2 separate regions of the Oryzias latipes genome follow, and region 2 is linked to region 1. A link is a contact called in public Hi-C data. All regions are on one chromosome and are shown on one strand. Each heading gives the region's core, a stretch centred on a gene start, on an enhancer-like site or on the middle of the called end of the contact. The rest is flanking DNA. Distances are from core to core; before and after follow the strand shown. Region 1 holds the start of mest (mesoderm-specific transcript homolog protein). Region 2 holds the start of LOC101166920.

What was found. Hi-C and Micro-C count contacts between places; a contact is called where the count stands out from the background.
Region 2: a Hi-C map of embryo shows a contact between it and region 1, with 2.7 times the contacts expected there. The contact joins the promoter of LOC101166920 here to the promoter of mest in region 1. A contact is called at or near these places in 3 of 5 Hi-C or Micro-C datasets (embryo and fibroblasts).

The regions. Positions count from the first base shown.
Region 1 is chr23:15,474,124-15,478,946 of ASM223467v1, forward strand. mest (mesoderm-specific transcript homolog protein) reads right to left here and starts at 2,850. Exons shown (of 12, transcript XM_004083043.4): 1 at 2,658-2,850; 2 at 2,263-2,452; 3 at 2,114-2,193; 4 at 1,945-2,022; 5 at 1,744-1,880; 6 at 1,607-1,665; 7 at 749-789; 8 at 583-653; 9 at 403-504; 10 at 253-329. The coding sequence starts at 2,416. It overlaps atp2b1 (plasma membrane calcium-transporting ATPase 1), which reads right to left. Exons shown (of 20, transcript XM_020714114.2): 20 at 3,796-4,823.
Region 2 is chr23:15,644,846-15,649,668 of ASM223467v1, forward strand. It overlaps LOC101166920, which reads right to left and starts at 2,446. Exons shown (of 3, transcript XR_002293061.2): 1 at 1,873-2,446; 2 at 1,615-1,727; 3 at 1,090-1,488.

The DNA.
Region 1 (4,823 bases), core at 1,600-4,099:
TTGTTATTTTTATTTGAAAAATAAGCCTAGACTAATTCATAAACTGTGGATTAAGTCATCTCCCAGCATGAGATCTGCTCCCCCAACCTGGGGGCCGGATCACAGATGGACAAGGCGGCTGCTCCACACAGGGTAAGCAGCTTAGCATCAGCTGCTCTCTCTGGCTGAAGCTGCGGAGCTAATACACCTTCAGGAAGCGCTTGATTGGGATTTTAGGACATGCTAAAGTGTTAAATGTAGCTGTGAACTCACATGGGATGAATGTAGAAGTAAGCGCGCCCACCCATCGGTCTCTGTGCTTCAGCCTCTGGTTGATATACTGGAGAATGCTGAGGAGACGAGTGAGCAGAGTGACCCTAAAGGAAGTCTGGGACTTTATTTAGGCATCAAAACTACACACACCTGTCCAGTACCAAGTTGCCGTCATTGTAGCGCAAACCCGTCCACATGTCCCAGAACTCAGCATCTGTGGGCTGTGTGTACGGCCCAAACACTTCTCCTATCCTAGCACACAGAACAGCATTCATAAATCTCAAAGTGAATCATTTTTGGAGGGAAAACAAACAAAAAGGTTCTTCTCACCCCCTTTGGAAGATCATGAAGTTGGTGAGACGCATCAGAACTGGAGCCAGGAAGCTGGAGTCTTTGAGAATCTTTGGAGGACAGAACAAACATGTTAGAGTCAAAAAGCTCCATCATTTCCCATCCGAGGTCGAGAGGCAGGACGGAGAAGATGAAGGTGGCTCACCCTCTGGAGCAAACGGGGGTGATGTGTTTCTGGAAAAAGTCCTGAGAAGACAAAATATATAAAAAAACTGGTTCCAGATGAAAATTGTGTTTTTAACATGTTCTTTCTGATAGAGGAAAATGAAGCTTAGAATTGCGTTTCAAATCCTTATCCAGCAGACAAAAAAAATGAAGTTGAGGTGACGGGAAGGGGGAGTGGAGTTGTTCTGTGCCGACTGTCCCTTCCACAAAGCAGAGGTGAATTTCTGATTAACTACTTCCATGTCAAAATAGATCAGAAGATGATCGGAGTGGGACTTAAATTAATGAATCCCAAAGGAGTGAAACACCTGCAGTCTGACCTCAATGCTCAGTTAACTGTTCATTTGGGTTTCTTTTCATGACCATCTGCCCTTAATGTAAAGACAATCTGAAAAACGTGATTATAATTAGATCTCATATTTCAGCAGATTGGCCATCTTTTAAAGTCCCTCTCCAACCTTCTTTTGATCTATTTTCAAAGCGTTCCCATTGGTCTTTTAATTCATTGGAATGGAGCAGAGCAGAGGGGCCTGTGGCCCAACTGTGGTACCCAACTCACAGCTACAGGGAGTTTTTTGTATGCGTTATGGAGTCATACATAAACAATTAAAAAAAGCATTTCCGTAACACTCTGAAATGCTTTTTTAAGCTTAATTTTCTTAATACATGTTCTCCATCATGTGAAAAATGCTACAATTGACACTGATTTCCAGCAGAGTGACCTTCAAAAGGTTTTAGATAAGTTTGCCTCAAATCTTTCCATTGAATAACAGGTTCGACATTCGGTTGTTTCCAATAACACAACAGAAGGAAAGTCAACTTTTAAACTGAACAGTACCTCCGTTAGAAAGACAAAGACTGTTTAAGGTCAGGTGGCCGGTGCGATTGTGGTCACTCCTGCAGAGACCAACACCAACTGAGAGACTGGCGTTTGCTTGACGATGAAGTGCTGATCTGATGTAATTAGACGGTTACCTGTACAGCAGCTCCAGAGCGACAGTATCCCCGTAGTCATGGGAAACCAGATTCACACGCTGATTGCCGAGGCCCAAATGGGCCACCAGGGCCTCCACTAAACTGGCCTGCTCAAAGATGGAGTACCTGTGGGGTCTCTGTGACATCACAAGAATGCATGAGTGATGGAGCTCCAACCAGAGAAGCAGATAGGCTGCTCACCGGCTTGTCGCTGAAGCCAAAACCTAGGAAATCCAGGGCAATGACTCTGTGGAAGCGCTGAGCGAGGGGATCCCAAATCTGACGGAACAGAAGCAGATCAGCTTCAGAGCTCAGAATAAAGGGAGTCATTATTTCTAGGCACATGCTGCTGCGCATGCGCGGTGAGCACCTTGTTCCAATCATAGCTGGACGTGGGAAATCCATGGAGAAGAATCACAACATCTGAGCTTCCCAGAGCACCATAGGATTCTAGGAGGGACACGGTGAAGCAGACACGTCTGGGATGACAGACAAGCGTGTTTACCAGCGCCGGGTTACCTCTGTAGAAGATTCTGCTGCCTCGGAAGTGGAAGACCTGCCCGGCGTTGTGCCACTTCTGCAAGGCAGGTGAGAGCTGAGGGGGCGGGATGTGCAGGTAGACGGCCACCAGCGGGACGCAGATCAAACCCACATGGATCCACCATTCTCTCATCGTGACCTCAGCGGTGGGGGGGTCTCATTCCCGCCTCTGACAGGTGGAAACACAGGTAAACGGAGAACTAACAGAGCTAAATCTTTAGTTTAATCAGTGCCACATGACTCCTAGTCTGAAGGTTTTCTGAAGCCTCGATACCGGTAAAGAACCACAACAAAAAACACAGAGCTGAAAAGTTAGCAGGAAACCACCACAACCAGTTTCCGGCCCCTAGAGACAGAGAAACCGCTGCACTTACTGAAATGACTCGCTGTGTCCTCAGCGGACCTTTACTCACTGCAGCGGCAAAGGAAATTCCTAAGAGGCTGAAAGGAACAAGGCTTTTCCGTCGAAGAGAAGTAAAATTATGAGGTCTAACTCTGTCGTTGTCTTCGAGTACGGTTTTCCAAGCAAATTTCCTTTAGCGTCGGAACGAGTCAATCAGGAAGAAGTGACATATCCTGTTAATAGATGATCTTTGAAGTGGCGAGAGAAGCACGAAGGAGACGTTTACTGCCACCTGCTGGTTTGGATGTGTTATAGCAGTTAGCCATAAGCTCATTGCTGAACAAAACGTTTTCAGTCAAAATTTTTCAAAATTACTGTCATTTAATATTCGACCTTCATGTATGGAAACGTAAAAACAATAAAAAAAATCTAACATTGTATTTTTTTTTCAAATTTCTGTATAAAAGAATTATAAAAAAATAAAATGATCATTTATTAACATTTATTTAAAATATGACTGTTTGGAGGTCGTCACTGCATAAAACGTTGACCGTTTCTGTCAATGATCTGTAAACGGGTATTTTGGTCCAGTCCTCAAACAAAAACAAAATTGTTTGGATGTAAATGATCAAATTCATAGGTATTGTTTTGGGTCATTCTCCTGTTGGAAGAGCCATGACTTACCTTCCCGACGCTCCAGAAGGCATTGATGGTCAATATATTTTATTATGTTCTGCAAAATTCCAGTAGATTCCTGTGTCAGATGGGCATCTTATTTGCTTTCAGTGCCTTTTTGCTCTTTGGTTTTCTCCCAAAAAGTCCATTGTGACCTAAACAATGGCAAGCGTTGTGATCTGACATCAATACCTTGACCTTGGAGTTCACCTTTGATGTCTTTGGAGGTTAAGGCTTTTTGGTAGATGGATAATACTTTATTCATCCACGTTAGGAGAAATATTTTGCCATGTACACATCACACAGAAATCCACGCAATAAAACAGAAGAGTAATGCATAAAATACTTAAAATGCTTAGTTACCATTCATGTTATTCATCTCTTCAACTGTTTCTCCTGCAGCCACATCCAGGGAGTCGCAGTCGTCATAATTATCATAAACTTGTGAATAAAAGTTAAGCCGTAGTGTTAGTGGAAGAAAACATGGCCCTGCATTTAGGCTAAATACATATTTTATTTTTAAAAACCATACACATTACTCGACAAGTTTCAAATGTAAATCCAATCACGATATCCATTTAAAATGCTAGAGATAAACAGACATGGATTAATTTTATTTCCAAATGTTAAAAGATAAAAAAATAATCCATAAAACAGATGGAAAAACATTCATTCCCATTACAGGAAGAAGCTACAGAACAAACTCCTCATATGGAAACCTGTCATTGATTCAATTGTCTCACTCTGTAGGCTGTTTTGTCACCTGTAAAACAAGGAAAACAAACTGAAAAAGTTATGACTGAGCATTTTCACTGCTTCCTCTGAACGTGGCCCTTCGGGTGAGGCTGCAGGGGGGTTTACAGCCAGCAGCCTCAGGTCGTGGCGGGCCAGCACCTTCTTAAATTTCAGTGTCAATATGCAGACTAAAAGAGGCCTGTTGTTTCGCATCATTTGCACCCTGAGATAAATATTCCAGAACAAAACACATTTTAGTGGCCAAAACCCTCCCTCATATCCTAAATAGTTCAAACTGCTTATGTACGTCGTCAAAAAAGTACAAAGTTATAATTTTAAGATTTGTATCAAAATTCTTTTTTTTTCTCCCAGGAGACATTACGAAATAAAGTACCCTGTGCAGATAGATACCAGTGTATGCCTAGTCTTTATTTGTGAAAAATGCAAGTGTCCAATCCTTTAGTGTTTTCCAGTACATCAGATTTCAAAAGTATATCACAAACCAAATGCAGAGACATTTATTGTGAAAGGGCTCTTGTGGACAGGCTTTAAAAAATAAAAGTCCCTCTCTTCTGGGTTTTTGGATGTTCAAAAACGGCAACAAACCAGAACTTTAAAGTGTGTCAAACTTTTTGTTAAAGCCACAAATCAAAGGTGAAAATATAAAAACACTTCAGTTGTATTTTCCCAAAAACAATGTTTTGCTACCTAAATACAAAGTCAGAAATAAGGAGGTTGGGTTGTTTTTTTTTTTTTGTAGATTTCTTTAAATAAATTAGGTTTAATG
Region 2 (4,823 bases), core at 1,196-3,695, 170 kb after region 1:
TACATGATGACAAATGGATTATCTGTAGTTAGTTTTAGTGACATTTAAATATACCTAATGTATACCTAATATACCATTGAAACCACATACTATCTTAATTACCAGAAGATATTTGGGAATTATGAGTTTAAAATTAATTCCAGATTATCTATAAATGGACCACGCATTCAAATGAAAAGAATCTTTATAACACATAAAACCACCTTTCCAAAAATCAGCTAACAGCACTGTCGTCCAACTCCCTTGTTTTCCTCGCTTTACTTCTGCCAGCAGGTAATTAAACTTCCTAAGAAACTAAAGCCCACCCTGTGTCAAATATGACCCTCTATCTCATTTGACGAGCAAAACATGGCATTTTCTATCATGACTGTGGTGCACCTTCCTTCTTTTACTTTCTTACTAATGTACACCCTTGTGCTATCCCAGGCACTTTAACATTGGGAGTTGGGTCATCTAGACCCACTAGACAGTGCGCTGAATCTTTTTCCTCACTGGTGTCCATGGATTACATGAAATGTTTCCACCTTTATCATTGTAGGGATAACACGTCAATGTAAGGGTGGGGTCATCTAAGGTAGCACAATGGTTAATATTATAGAATTGCATAAAAAACATAACACAAGAATGGGACAATATACCACTTGGGATATTGTAAGTAATTTAAATGACAAAACTAAATTACCCATTGTTCATCTAAAGTGATTTTCCTTTTTAAAAACAGAAATAATGGATAGAAGTTCCACGTGTGGCTTTGGAGGCTCAGGTAGCAAATCCCTCAAACATTGGACTTTATATTTAAAAAAAAGCTGTTGCACAATCTTTTACCTTAAAGCCATAGTGCAATACTGCCTTATGTTAAATGAAATTTAAAACAAATTTTTTATGAAAAAAATAGTATGCAACATACAGTGCAGAACAATGTCTGCACATTCAGTGATTACTCAATAGAAAGTGAATAAAAATTCTAATACGAGTTAAGGAAAAGTTCAAAAATAACTGCAATCTGATTCAGTATGATTTAAACTGGACTGAATAAATGTCGCCCTATGTATCATTGTGTGTATGAAAGACTCATTGAACAGTTTCAAATACAAGTTTAAAAGCTTTTATTGTACAGATTATTTTTATTTACATTTAATTAAATATGTCGATGTCACAACCTCCAGTCCAGCTTTAGGAAAGTAGGCGACGTCACAAAGAGTCAGGCAACGTTGCTCTGTAATCCCTCTCTCAGCCGGCAGGGGCGACCTGGAAAACGCTCAGACAACAGTAACTGCGGAAAGAACCTTTACCTGCGGCAGTGGTTCACATCATCACCGAATTCCATCAGTGATTATGCAGCAACCCCAAAATACCTGCCTCGGTTTACCTTGAGCCCATAACCCTCGGGCGGGACCCACAACTCGAGTGGCGTGCCGCTGATTCCTGTGAGTGACGCCACGCAGCGACAGAGCGCCCCCTAGTGGATGGGAAGCGTCCAAAGCGCCGCTGTGAGACAAAGAGCCCAACCATGAATCACACATTTCAGGCTTAAAGTGCATGACCTGGGCTACAAAACATGTCACAACACACATGACACACTTTGTCAGTACTTTCATAGTTATTTCTCCACACCTTTAGCACATGTCCTCGTGACGTAACTACTGTAGAGACGAGCGCTGTTTCACTAGGCCACGTAGACCAGATTCCAGTTTCTAGACGAGGTCGAAAGCTTCCTCGAAGTTCCTCTGTTGAAACGCAAGACAGTCATCGAAATCCGAGTCTGACTCCATGCTGTGAGGAGACAAGCAGTCGCTGTACTTGAGAGCGTTGGTTTTGTGTAAAACAGGCGGAACAACGTCCATTGGACGGTCCAACTGCATGTCTTCGTACACGTTGCTCATCAGATACTGCGTGGTGTTAGCGGGGGCCATGGCGCCGCTGGGAAGATAGCCGGATAGTCTCGTACACTTGCCCGTCTTGTTTTTGAGCAGGAAAAATCCGGCGAGTTCAGCAAGCTGGGCCCGCTTCAAGTCTCTGCGTCGCTGTCTCCGAATGGCCGCCTTACTTGGGAGGCGCTGGGGCTTGAAGGCCTCGTTGTCCTTCGTGTATAAACTGAAAAGTTTACACTCGTGTTTAGTAGATTGAAGAAAGTCGGTCTTGATAGTTGTTGATGTTTCCATGTTTTTTCTGCACATGCCCACCAGTTTTCGTCGGAAATCTGACGAGAAAAGTATCCCGAGATGACTCGACAAACTTCGTTGTTCGGTAAAAAAAATATTGATCAGAAGCAAAAAAACAGAATCTTCCACTTTTGTAAAAAAGGAAACAACTACTACTACCTTTTAAAAAAAAAACAATAAATCGACTAAAAGTCTCCAAAAACAAAGAAGTACGCCGTAAAAGCACGACGACCTGCCTTCGACTATCGCCACAGAAAATATGTCGTTCAACGTACCACTCACGTCTTTGAACCACCCAAAAAATACCCACAATTCTTTGTTTCAAGGTGGAATCATTGTGAGTGTAATACTGTTCTTACTGCCCCCTAGCGTTGTGGAGTGAGAATAAAAAAGAGCCAAACTGAGAGTAAAATAACAAAAGGCCGGGATGATAATTTCACCCCCAAATACTTTATTTAAAATGTCAGCTACAATATAAAATATCAAATTGCGCTGTACATTAATAGAAACATATAAACAGGGGAAAAAAAAACAATAAAAGAGTAAGTGGGGTAGGATTGATTAAATAAAAGTACAGAGTATAAATGTATACAATATTTGAAAAAACATTACAAATATAAAATGTTCAACAATTTTATGTTAGGAAGAAATTTCAGAACATTTGAAAGATTTTTGGTTTTCTTAAAAGATAAATAATTCAAAATATTCTCTGACATAAACCAAGAAACAGAAAAAAAGAAAATAATTTTTTTAGTATAAAATACACTTGTGAATATAAAGAAGTTGCAAGGAGTAGGAGTAAGTTTATTCAAAAAATTCAAATGGCATATTCTTACGTTGATGGAAGCCAAACAATACTCAGGCACAGAAAAGGAGATTTCACAAACAAAAGGAATTTAAAAAATATCTGCCCAAAAGATTGAGAAAGGGGGCAAGGCCAGATAAATAACAAAATAAATAAATACAACTAAAAGAGTATCCGTTTCAGGTGAAAGTTTACAAAAAGGTACACATTCTGTCCATTGGGTTTAAATGATCCTAAATAAGTCTGTGCAGGGTAAAATCCAAGGCCAGCATGATGGGAAAACACAAGACAAAATAAAACTCGATCTGATCAGAACCGGATTACAAAAACTATGTAAAACTATAAAATTAATGAACTCAGTAGGGATTGGATTATATAAAGTCTCTTCTTCCCGCTCATTTTTAAGCAATAAATCATGCTCTACATGACATTAGTAAATGATCACCATATTTAATTAAGAAAATGTGACTTAAGTGTGTCTTTGTTTGTGTTTTTTCATCGACGCATTTCATCATTTCTGAATTGAGTTTGATAAATGTGTGTGTTTTTCTTGTATTGTCTACAATTAACGCTTGAAATAAACAAATCAAATAAAAAAAAAAAAAAAAAAAAAAAAAAAAACACGGACACAGATTAATTTAAGTACTTTGCCTCTTTGCCACTAGATGGCGCACTCTTACACTCGTTCTGCCCTCATGACCTTCCACAGAAGCATAGATTGTTTCTGAAGAGGGCAGCGTTCAGATGATAGGGCTCTTCTTATGTTACCAGTACAGATTCTCTCTTGTTGGTGTCTCTTTCACAGAAGGACCCTCATGGTTTCTGAGTGTCTCTGAACATCCCTCTTTCAGCATGTTGGCCTGCATGTTGTCTTTGAAGAGATAATAGCACCACTTTCAATCACTGTTTTTCCTTTAAACACTTTAACTTTAGGTTAAAGTGACAAAACAATGACAAAATACTTATCATAAATGAGTCTGCATGTATCCCTCATTTGTGATACTTACTGTAACCCTTGTGCTATCCTAGGCATAGATAGGCAGTGCGCTGAACCCTTTTTCTTCAATGATTTGTGATCTTCACAGGTGTCCGTGGATTACATGAAATCTTACCACCTTTATCCACCTTTGTCATGGTAGGGAGAACACGTCAATGTAAAGGTGGGGTCATCTAAGATAGCACAAAGGATAAATGAGGAATACATGCATCAAAAATGTAGATGTAGTTTTAGTTCTGAAAAGTTTCAGATTGTAAAAGGCAAATTGCAAAAGTTGCAAGAATAACAGTTTAAGAGGTATCTTTTCAGATTCAAGATTTCCAACAGAATTATAGCTTTATATATATGTCTTATTAGAATATTAGAAACTATAACTTTTACTTGACTTTAAAGCATTTACTGTAGCAGAAGCTTAAATAAAAACACTTAATATATATATATATATATATATATATATATATATATATATATATATATATATATATATATATATATATATATATATATATAAATATTTTTTTTTTGCAGAATGTGATGTTTTCTCAAATGGCTGCCAGTCCATCATAGGGAAACAAAGAATTAAACATCTAGACTCATAGTGAAAAAGTCTCTTTTTAACTTTAGTGATACTAAATACCTCTTACCAGAGTGTGGTAAAAGTCTGACTCCCACACATCCGTTCCTGCTGAAACAGAAACTTAAAGGACTGCCTGGGTGTTTTTCACATAGAACTGAATTAAAAAAATCCTCCCTAAAATATCACGTTAACATTATCAGAGCTGTAAATATTTCACTTACCTTTTCCTGAGAATTGGGAAACAAGAAAAAAACATTTTTAGGTCAATGAGGGAGTCAGTTT